2 separate regions of the Mus musculus genome follow, and region 1 is linked to region 2. Evidence: chromatin contacts called from public HiChIP or PLAC-seq data. All regions are on one chromosome and are shown on one strand. Each heading gives the region's core, a stretch centred on a gene start, on an enhancer-like site or on the middle of the called end of the contact. The rest is flanking DNA. Distances are from core to core; before and after follow the strand shown. Region 1 overlaps Camsap2 (calmodulin regulated spectrin-associated protein family, member 2). Region 2 overlaps Kif21b (kinesin family member 21B).

Region 1 (4,985 bases), core at 1,128-3,627, 150 kb before region 2:
TGTAGTTACGAAGTAGCAGTGAAAATAATTTTTGGTTGAGGGTCACCACAACATGAGGAACTGTATTAAAGGGTCACAGCAGAAGGCTGAGAGGCACTGCCTTAGAGGGTCCGAATGTCTTTTGGGCGGAACCAGTTTGACCATCATCACCTGGAGCACCTGTCTCTGTACTGACTGCTGTTCACTGTAAAGAGCTTCCCTGATTGAGGCTGAAGGCAGCCTGTGGATGTAAACAGGTATCATGAAAGCAGCACGGGACCTGACAACTTGTGTATTCTTTAAGGGATTGAAAAATACTTTATAATCATATTTGAGGCAACCTTTGTTTTTGTTTTTGTTTTTCTGAGACAGGGTTTCTCTGTGTAGCCCTGGCTGTCTTGCCCCAAGACATACCATAAATAAGAAATCTAGCTCTAAATAGAAAATAGGCTAAAAAATAGCTTTGATATTCCAAGATCAAAAGGATGGAAGGTGGAAGATGCAAGGCCTAGTGGCTATGTTTATTTTAAGGCATACCAGAAACCTCAGTTGTAAAAGTCTCCCTTGAAAACAGCTCTGGTACAAAGAAAAGGGAAGCGTTTAGAGTAAACCAAAGAGTGCTACAAATGAAGGCAGGTGTGGCGGCGCACACCTTTGACCCTGTGCTTGGGAGGCAGAGCAGGGATCTCTTGACTTCAAGGCCACCCTGGACTATAAAACTTACTAGTTTTTAGCCTATTACCTATTTAGAGCTAGATTTCTGTATTTATAGCTGCATGTCTTGGGGCAAGATAGCTTCTTAAGTTTATCAGTTAAACACATATAAAAAGGTTGTTAGGATTCATGTTTAGAGCAATGCCTGACACAGACCGTGTACTTAGTAAGTGTAAGTATTTACTTCTGTTATTTAATCTGTACATTATCTACTTATCTGTTTCACTAAGATTTTCACTGTGTATGAAAATGTATGAATAGATGTGAAACCATTAAGTAAACGTTACATGGATGTATAGATACATATGTGTCCCGGCTAATTTATGTCAACTTGACCAAGCTAGAGTAGTTTGGGAAGCAGGAACCTCAGTTGAGAAATGCCTCCACCAGATTGGCCTGGCAAGTCTGTGGTGCATTTTCTTGTTGGATGATTAATGTAGGAAGGCCAAGCTCACTACTATCCATGTGCTGATGGTCCTAGGTGCTCTAAGAAAGCAAGCTAGGCAAACTGTGAGGAGCAGGCTAGTAGGCAGCACTCCTCCATGGCCTGTGCATCAGTTCCTTCATCTAGGTTCCTGCCATGATTTCCCTCAGTGATGATCAGTAGTATGGAAATGAAGACTGAAATAAACCCTTTCCTCCCCAAACTGCCTTTGGGCCTTCTATCACAGCACAGAACCCTAGGATTGTAAGCCAGATAAGCTTGCAGTCCTGGTCACTCACTGTTGTTTGTTGTTTGTTTTTGCATTGGCCAGTGTTTAGATGTCAAGATTACCTATGTTAGTAATTTTTACTGCTATTATAGGAAGTAAAATATCCATCCATATATTTCATAACAATAGTTTTAGTATGTTTTTCTTTTTTCTTTTTTTTTAATAATAGTTTTTCTTTAATAGTTTTTCTGCTGTGTTAGTAGCTTATGTTTAGGTACTCTGATACTAAAATGTAGTACCACTACTGAGGTCTGAAGTTTACAATACTGAGCCCTATGTTGAATTTAAGTTTGCCTCACTCTTGGGTGAGCAGTGCAGCTAGGAAGGAGGAGCTTTCAGTTATCAAATGTGGATGATATTTTTAGATGTCTCCAAAATCTCAAATTTATAGATTTGCTCTGACCTCTTTCTCAGTCCTATATTTTCTGCTGCTCACTGGGTATTTCTATTTGGATATTTTTGCTGTTGTTTCAAACGTAACATGTCTAAACTGAGCTTACCCTTTCAGTGCGGCTTCTGATTCTCAGTTTTCTATACTATACTATCATGCTTTCTGTATTGGTTACTGTCCTAGTTTAGGTTTTATTGCTGTGAAGAGACAACATGACCATGGCAACTCTTATAAAGGGAAATATTTAATTGGGTCTGACTTAGAGTTTCAGAGGTTCAGTCCTTTATCATCGTGGCAGGAAGAGTGGCAGTGTGCAGGCAGGCCTGCTGCTGGAGGAGCTGAGGTTTGTGTCTTGATCAGCAGCAGCAGGAGACTGTATTATACACTGGGTGTTGCCTGAACATAGAGACCTCACCCACCTCCACAGTGACACACTTTCTTCAACAAGGCAACTTCTACTTCAACAAGGACACCTCCTAATAGCGTCACTCCCTGTGGCCTAGCATCCAGACACAGGGCCCATTCCTACTCACACTACCGGTTACTTTTCTGTTGCTGCAGTAAAACATGGAATGTTTCCAGATGGGTGAGAGTTTATCACGGCAGGGAGGCACGGCAGCAAGAGGCAGGCTTGGCAGTAGGGACAGGAAGCTGAGCACTCAAGTCTTGAATCCCCAGCACAAAGCAGAGAACAAACTGGATGTAGGGGAGGCCTTTTTTCTTAAAGCCTGTCCCAGTGACATACTTCTTTCAACAAGGCTGTAGCGTTTAAACATGCCGCCAGCTGGGACCAAGGGTTCAGAATCTGTGGAGGGCATTCTCAATCAAGCCACTACACTTTACGTCTAACCTCGATTTCATCCTCTCTGATTTTTACCTTGATCTCTGCTGTCTGCCTGGGTGCTTTCTGATTGTTTTTAGCAATATGATGTCTTCTGTGTACTCACTACGGGCTTCAAATTTACTTCTTTATCCATGTAAAGTAATGTTCCATCAATCTATAATTTTTATAGTCATCAGTATTGATTGAAAGGTTTTAAACAGAAGATCTTATCTAAATAATAGTTGTAACTATTATTAGATTAAAATGAACTATTATTATTAATAGTTCCCCTCAGTAACTTCAGTAGTCGCAGCAGAAAGGGACAGAGACCGGTTGGTGCAGGGCCTAGGGGGCTTAAGGAAGAAGGACCAGATTAATTAGGCAGCCTCAGTTCTTTCATGCAGTAGCTGTAAAGCTTTGGGCAAAGGATTTCTCCTGTCAGATGATATCGGCAGCAAGCGGTCTTTATAGAGCAGGTGCCTTTCCTGACTGACTGACTGACTGACTGACTGTAGCTAGTCACTGGCAGGTTTAAGAGCCTACTTGAGACACTGAATGGGGGGGGGGGGGGAGGGGGCATGCCTTCATGGGTCACCACACTCTGAAGACTTTCTCCTTGTTCGCTTTTCCTGTTGTATACCTCACAGCCATACCTTCTATAAAGGAAATTTGTATCTTTCCTTTTATATCTTAAACCTAGGTAGAAAAACAGACAAACAAAAGTATCATCTTGCCTGTTAAAGGAATATTGATATTTTTAGAATCTCAAGGTCTGTAGTAATATTTTAAATGATATAGGGTTTTTTAGATAGAAATTTTACAAAAATATGAAAACTTGTTTTCTTAACCTTTATAGAAAATGTGCCCGAGGAGCTTGGCGACCCATTTTACACAGACCAGTATGACCAGGAGCACATCAAACCCCCTGTCGTTAACCTGCTTCTGTCGGCCGAGCTGTACTGTCGCGCTGGAAGCCTCATCCTCAAGAGCGATGCTGCAAAGCCCCTCCTGGGCCATGATGCTGTGATCCAGGCATTAGCACAGAAAGGCCTGTATGTCACTGACCAGGAGAAACTGGTAACTGAAAGAGATCTCCACAAGAAACCCATACAGATGGTAAGGCTTTGCATACCTAAGGTTATTTCAGATTTGAAATGCATACTTGAGTGAGTTGTACTATAAAATGGAAGGAACTAATGTGTGAGATACTTTATGGCATCTGCATCTACACCTAGAGTTTAAAAGTCACCATTTATTTCTAAGTAAAGGAAGATTTGACAAACCATCTTGGAATATTTGTTTCCATCTAATACCTAGAAGAAACAATTATATAAATTCAAACTATTATGAAATAATTTTACTTTATTTAAAAATTTTCTTGTCTTAGAGATTAGCTGTAAGAAATGGGAAATGTATCCTTGACTATTTTTGTAAGGCAAGAATTTGGATTTGTAAGTTTTTCTGCATTGGTGAGGGGCTATAGCTAAATATTAGAATGTTTGCCTGGCACTTAAAGGCCTTGCCTGGGTTTCATTCCCAGAGCAACATAAAACTAACATGTAAGGTGCTGGAGAAAATAGCCCATACGTGTGAGTACTTGCTCTGAGCAAGCATGAGAAGCAGAGTTTGGATTCCAGCAGCCACGTTAAAGGCCAGGCATCGTCCTCTGCAGGCCTGTGACTGTCATTGAGGGGACAGTCAGGAGGGTTGCTGGTGCTTGCTGGGTTAATAGCCTAGCCAAAACAGAGCTAAGTGAGACACCCTGCCTCAAAGACGGAGGGTGTTAGATGTGGATGCCTAACACCCTACTTTGGCTTCCACGTGTGTACACCTATGCATATATACATATGCACACACGAAAATAATATTTAAACATGTAACGGGAAGGGGCTAGAGAGATGGCTCAGCGGATAAGAGCACTGGCTGGAACCAAATCCAAGAGGACCCGGGTTTGGTCCCTAGCCCCCACATGGCAGCTCACAACTTTCTGTGGCTCTAGTTCCAGGGGGTCTCACGCCCTCACACAGACATACATGTGGTATGCACCAGTGCAAATTAAAAAAACTGTAATGGGAAAATTGGAAAAAATGACAAATATAAGCATTTATGTGTTTCAGTCATGGTAAAACTCTTGCACATTAGATATTTTAGCTTATTTAACAACCATTAACTCATTTCTTGTACAACATACATACAGAAGGATTCTAAGTGGGTCTGGGATAAGTATGCAGGGAGTCATAGGTAATCTGAAGACATAAATCTAAATACATTTATTAAATCTAAGTACATTTTCCAAAAATACATGTATCATCAAGAATGTTACTAAAAAGCAGGTCTTGTGAAATGGCTCAGTGGGTAAGAGTTC
Region 2 (5,006 bases), core at 1,551-4,050:
ACTGTGAAGTAGACCTGGTGTCACAGGCTCAGGCCTTGAAGCTCCCAGTTGTCTCCTACACACAAGGCTTCAGGAACCTGGGGTGCTCCCCACCCAGGCCCACATCTTCCTTGTATTATCATCTTGCAAGTTCACCTACCTGCACACAAGCCCAGAGGTGACAATAGAGGCCCCACTAATCTCTTACTGCATTGGTTAGGGGCTCCTCTCTCATTTCCCCTTGGTCTGTTTCCTGGCTCATCATCAGCTGCCACCAGTCACCACCAGGAAGCTTTCTGAGCTGAACACTTTTTATACATGGAAGTAGAAATACTCAAGACTCAGAAACACCTTGTAGCTCTTTCCTTGCCCACAAAGAGCAAATATACCTTGCTATAAGCAAGGATAGTATATCTTATATTCAAATAAAATCAAACCAAACAACTAGTAACAGATTTGGGGGGGACCTCCTCCAAGACTGGGTGTCTCCATGTGAACCCATTCTCTTTAGCCAAACCTAGATACAGGGATAAAATAATTGGTTCTGGAAACTTGTCTTCTACTACCCCTTTGGCGAATTCTGTTGGCCTCTCCAGGCCTCAATTCCCTGTGTGTATAAAATGGGGGGTTTGGAAAATTATGTCTTTGTGGTGCCATCTGGCTTAGGCAGTGAATGGCACCAACTTCTTTACAAGGGGCTCAGTCACTAGTGTCTGCTGTACAAGTGTAACCATCTGGTTCATGCTCCCAGGACCCACGGAAGATAGCAGAGCATGGGGGTGTGTATGTATAACCCAAGCCCTGTGGGGGGCAGAGATAGGAGAACCCCCAGGGCTCAGAACCCATGGAAGATAGCAGAGCATGGGGGTGTGTATGTGCAACCCAAGCCCTGTGGGGGGCAGAGATAGGAGAACCCCCAGAGTTTTTTGGCCAGGCTGAATAGGCAAGCTCTCAATTCAGTGAGCCCTATCTCAAAAGTGAATTGGCAGCCAGGCATGGTGGCACATGCTTTTCATCTCAGCACTTGGGAGGCAGAAGCAAGTACCGCTCTGTGAGAGTGAGGTCAGCCTGGTCTAGATAGTGAGGCTCTGTCTCAAGGAACCAAAAGTAAATAAAATACCAATGCATAAATAAACAAGGTGGAGTGTGCTTGAAGAAGACATTCGGTATCAACTTCTGACCTCCGTATGCGTGCACATATACATACGTAAGACAGACACACACATACACAATTAAAAATAAATCTTTAAACTTTATTTTTATATTTACTTAGTAAATTTATTTATTTATTTGAGACAGGGTTTCTCTCTGTAGCCCTGGCTGTCCTGGAACAGAGATACCTGGCTGGCTCCACACGCCTCTGCTTCCCAAGTGCCGGGACTAAAGGTGTGCAGCACCATGCCCAGCTGTAAATAGGTTTTTAGAAAGAGCAGCAAGTATTCTTGACCATTGGCCGTCTCTCAAGCCCCCGCCCCCCCACATTTAAGAATCTGAAAATCCTGGGTCCTTTGCCAAGGGTGTTGGTGTCCTCACAGGCTGACCTGAATTTGAGATACTCTTGTTGTCAACCCTTTGGGACCTGAGGGAGGAGTCGGTACAAGGGGAGTAAACCGTTGAAGTACCCTCTCCCCCTCCCCGCCTCAGGACTATCTATGTGCTCATCCCAGCAGCAGTTGGCCACACCCAGTGTCACACTTCCCACAGTTCACAATGGGCAGCGGCCTAGAATAGGAACTTGTGGAGAGCAGGGGTGGGGCAGGAGACTGGCATGGGGTGGGACTCAGTTGCCCAGCCAAAATCAATGATCTGCAGGAAGCCACCCCATTCTTCGAGGCGGGAGGCTCTGTCCTGTGAGGCTGGGGACAGGATGTGCTTTGTCTTCCCTTTGGTGGCTAAGGGTCCCCTCTCACACGCTCTTCTGCTGCAGCAGAGTCTCTTTCAGAACCCCTCCCGTCCCAGCATGGAGCTCTGGCTCCTTGGGTCAGTATAAGCAGCAGGGCTTCAGAAGCCACTTGGGTTTTCATTTGGAAACCAAAGCAACAAAAGATGCTCCTGGCGTCCTGGCTAGACAGAAGTCATAAGACAGAATCTGCGGTAGGCCTTATGCATGAGGCTCTGGGTTCCATTCCCAGCCCTATATTAGTGTTTCAGGATATTTACATTTCTGTCTTCTGTGAGTGGCAAGCAAACAAAATATGTCCAGTATTTACCACACACTGGGAGTCCCAAGTCCTAGAGAAGGCATGTGCCATGTTAGTGAAGGAGATTGGCACCTTTGGAGGGGCAGGGTGATCAAATCTCAGCTCTGTCCTTGTGAGTCCCTCCTGTGTCATGACCGTTCTCATTCATAAAGAGACCGCCACCTATTACCAGGTAGAGGGATGACCTAGCAAAGAGCACCCTGAACAGTACCTGTGTATTGTGTGCTCACTGCTTATGGCTGCTCTTGAATGACTTGTACCTGCCTTGAGCCCTGCAGGTCACATAGAGGGTTGGGAGAAGGTAGCACACTCCACAGAACTCTAAACTCAGTGCAGAGTATGGGGCTCAGTCACAAAGGCCACTCTCATATACCTACCCCTAAACGACCTCCCACGCCTAAGAAAGAGCTACCAGCCACAGGCCACCAACCCACTAGCCACACCTCTGTGGACAATGGTTTTATTTATGACAAGCTCTTAGAACACACACATCCGATTTCCAGAACAGAAATGTACAGCATGAGGCTTAAATAACTTTCATACACTATGTACAGTTGTCAGCAGAGGTACAAAACATATACACACCTTGTGCTACTACGTCACAGGAGAGTGCATGAGCCAAACGAGACCCTGCAGTCTGGGTAGGGACAACCATCATAAGAGCTGGTGACAGGGCAGGGCAGGCCAGGGCAGGGCAGGGCACCAAGACATCAGAGGTCTTTTCTGACTCTCGGCAGTACCGACTTCCCACTTTCTGACAAAGCCTTTAGGACACAGAAGTGAAGGTGGAAGGGACAGGGATGAGGGAGGCCAGCTGGGTGCTGGAGATGAAGTGGGTGGGGGGCACCGGGGACAGAACAATGATGTCAAAGAAACCGAACTCTCCCTGTAGATTCTCTTGCTCACAAGGAGCAGTGAAGACCTGGGAGTCAGGAGGTGAAAGGGCTGGGCTCAAGAAGGTCTGTTGGGGAACTGGCCACTGTGCTCAGCAAAGAGAGCAGCAGTAAGCAGTTTTTTATTTGAAAGGACAAAGGGATAGATGTGGCAGGTTTGGGCTACATGGTGGGAAGGAATTCACCGCTCCTGCAGGGCAAGTCCTGCCCACACAAACATACCAGGCACAGCCAAGGGGGTGTGCCTGCTGCACCCAGCCCAGACTCCAAGGGAGGCCTCCAGGAACTGGGAGAGGGCAGGGCAGAGATGTAATGTCCTGCCTTCTCAGCAGCTTCCTGCTGGCGCCACCACCACAATGGCTAGCAGAAGAATCCTTCAGCAAGACAGCATCTTCTCCTTGTTTGTGCTTTAAGCTGCCCTTTGCCCAAGCCACACAGCCTAAGACCATTCCAGGCCTGCAGCTGGAGCAACGGTGGGAGGCTACTCCCAGGTCCATAGCTGTCCCTTTTCAAGTAGCTGTGGTGGCACTCTGACCACATCAAGGGCTGCGCTGGGTCAGCCTCTCATTCTTCGAGTTCTCTCTCTTTCCTCTGCAGTCTCTAAAGGCTGCTCCAGGCAGCATGTGCATTGAGTTGGCTGCTGTCGGACCAAGTCTCACCAACAAGACCAAACACTGAACTGGTTAATACTGGGATGGGTCCTGGCCCAGGACTGTGCACAGAAAAGACCTAAGAGAGTGGGGACAGTAGACACTTTCCATGGAAGCTAATCAATATCGGAAGCAAGGATGTCGGGGTTAGCTCAAGAGATGGGAGTCTGGGTCCAGGCTCTTCAGGCTCAGTAGGGTCAGGTACCAGCTATACTCTGGTTGTTAAAGGCTTGGGGTGTGCAGGTCTAGAGAGGACCCCCACAGGATACAGATGTGGCCTGGGCCTCAAGTCCTAGGAGGGGCACAAGGAGTAAATTAATAGTTCCCAGTGTACATAGTGCGTCAGCCAAAGACATGGGCAGCCTTGGTCTAACCTCACAGACACGGGCAGCCCTGGTCTAACCTAAGACGAAGCCCATCTGGGAAAGATCTCCTGGTGCCAAGTTTGCTCATACTGTCTACCCAGAGACCTGCTATTGTGCTCAAATTACAACCAGTTTGTGCTTCCGACAAGAAGGATGCTTGTGCAATGAGTGGAGCTGGGGTCCTGCCCCTGACTATGTACCTTGGACATCCCCGAAAGGGTGGGTGAGCAGGGACTCCAACGTTCCCAGAACACAGCTCAGAATGGCTCAGGACGATGAGCTCAGAGCTCCGATTTCAAGTTTAGTCAATGACACTCGCTGGGACAGCATAGCAGCCCCGCCATGAGGTAGTGACCCATCAGAAATGGCAGAAGGGGTAATGCCGGTGAGCACCTCTCGCGGGGGCTGTAAGACCACACACACTTTGTGCAAGAACTGGCCTTGCAGCTATACATACAGTACAGGCACCCCGGGCTGGGGCGGCCCAGCCTGAGGGGTCGGGACAAAGTCTCACGTGTTTCTGTAGTTTGTAAACAGCCATGCAGACGGGTTCTGGGTTTTCTTACAGGGTGTAAGGTCCGGGCTTTCCATTTAGGTGGAGATGGGTGAAGGAGAAGATGTGGTCACTTCTGAGTGCTAAGGATGTTCCTTAACACTCCCAGGATGAGCAGGGGAAGGAGGATTTCTGGTCTTTGCAGACAGACGGTCCAGGTTCCAGGTGATCTGCTTTTCCGGTGCTCCGTTCTAAATATCCACTTACCCAGACTTAACACCGTGTCTGGCTGGAGCCACCAATAAGCGGGACAATCTTCTTAGTTTCAGCTTCAGACACAGCTCTGGGAAGGTTCAGAGAGGGTCTGACCTTATCAGTTCCTAACTCTCCCATCCTAGGGCCTCATGGACAGGCACCAACGTACT

What was found. HiChIP or PLAC-seq counts read pairs in DNA pulled down with a chosen protein or histone mark.
Region 1: an HNF4G HiChIP or PLAC-seq map of pancreatic cancer cells shows a contact between it and region 2. The contact joins two enhancer-like sites. A contact is called at or near these places in 6 of 484 Hi-C or Micro-C datasets (the G1E-ER4 cell line, the P5424 cell line, Sertoli cells and 2 more), 3 of 115 datasets of contacts at active chromatin or transcription factors (embryonic stem cells and pancreatic cancer cells) and 1 of 9 other capture datasets (embryonic stem cells).

The regions. Positions count from the first base shown.
Region 1 is chr1:136,323,488-136,328,472 of GRCm38.p6, reverse strand. Camsap2 (calmodulin regulated spectrin-associated protein family, member 2) reads left to right here. Exons shown (of 18, transcript NM_001347109.1): 2 at 3,477-3,736. Among named protein-coding and RNA genes, the nearest start is that of Camsap2, 20 kb to the left of the region's middle. Within about 2 kb of position 2,377, at least 82 of the 459 cell types and tissues checked have an H3K27ac peak or open chromatin away from gene starts, as enhancers often do. A contact at or near this core is called in pancreatic cancer cells, where this site is marked.
Region 2 is chr1:136,175,620-136,180,625 of GRCm38.p6, reverse strand. It overlaps Kif21b (kinesin family member 21B), which reads right to left. Exons shown (of 35, transcript NM_001039472.2): 35 at 2,625-5,006. Among named protein-coding and RNA genes, the nearest start is that of Mroh3, 35 kb to the left of the region's middle. Within about 2 kb of position 2,800, at least 24 of the 459 cell types and tissues checked have an H3K27ac peak or open chromatin away from gene starts, as enhancers often do. A contact at or near this core is called in pancreatic cancer cells, where this site is marked.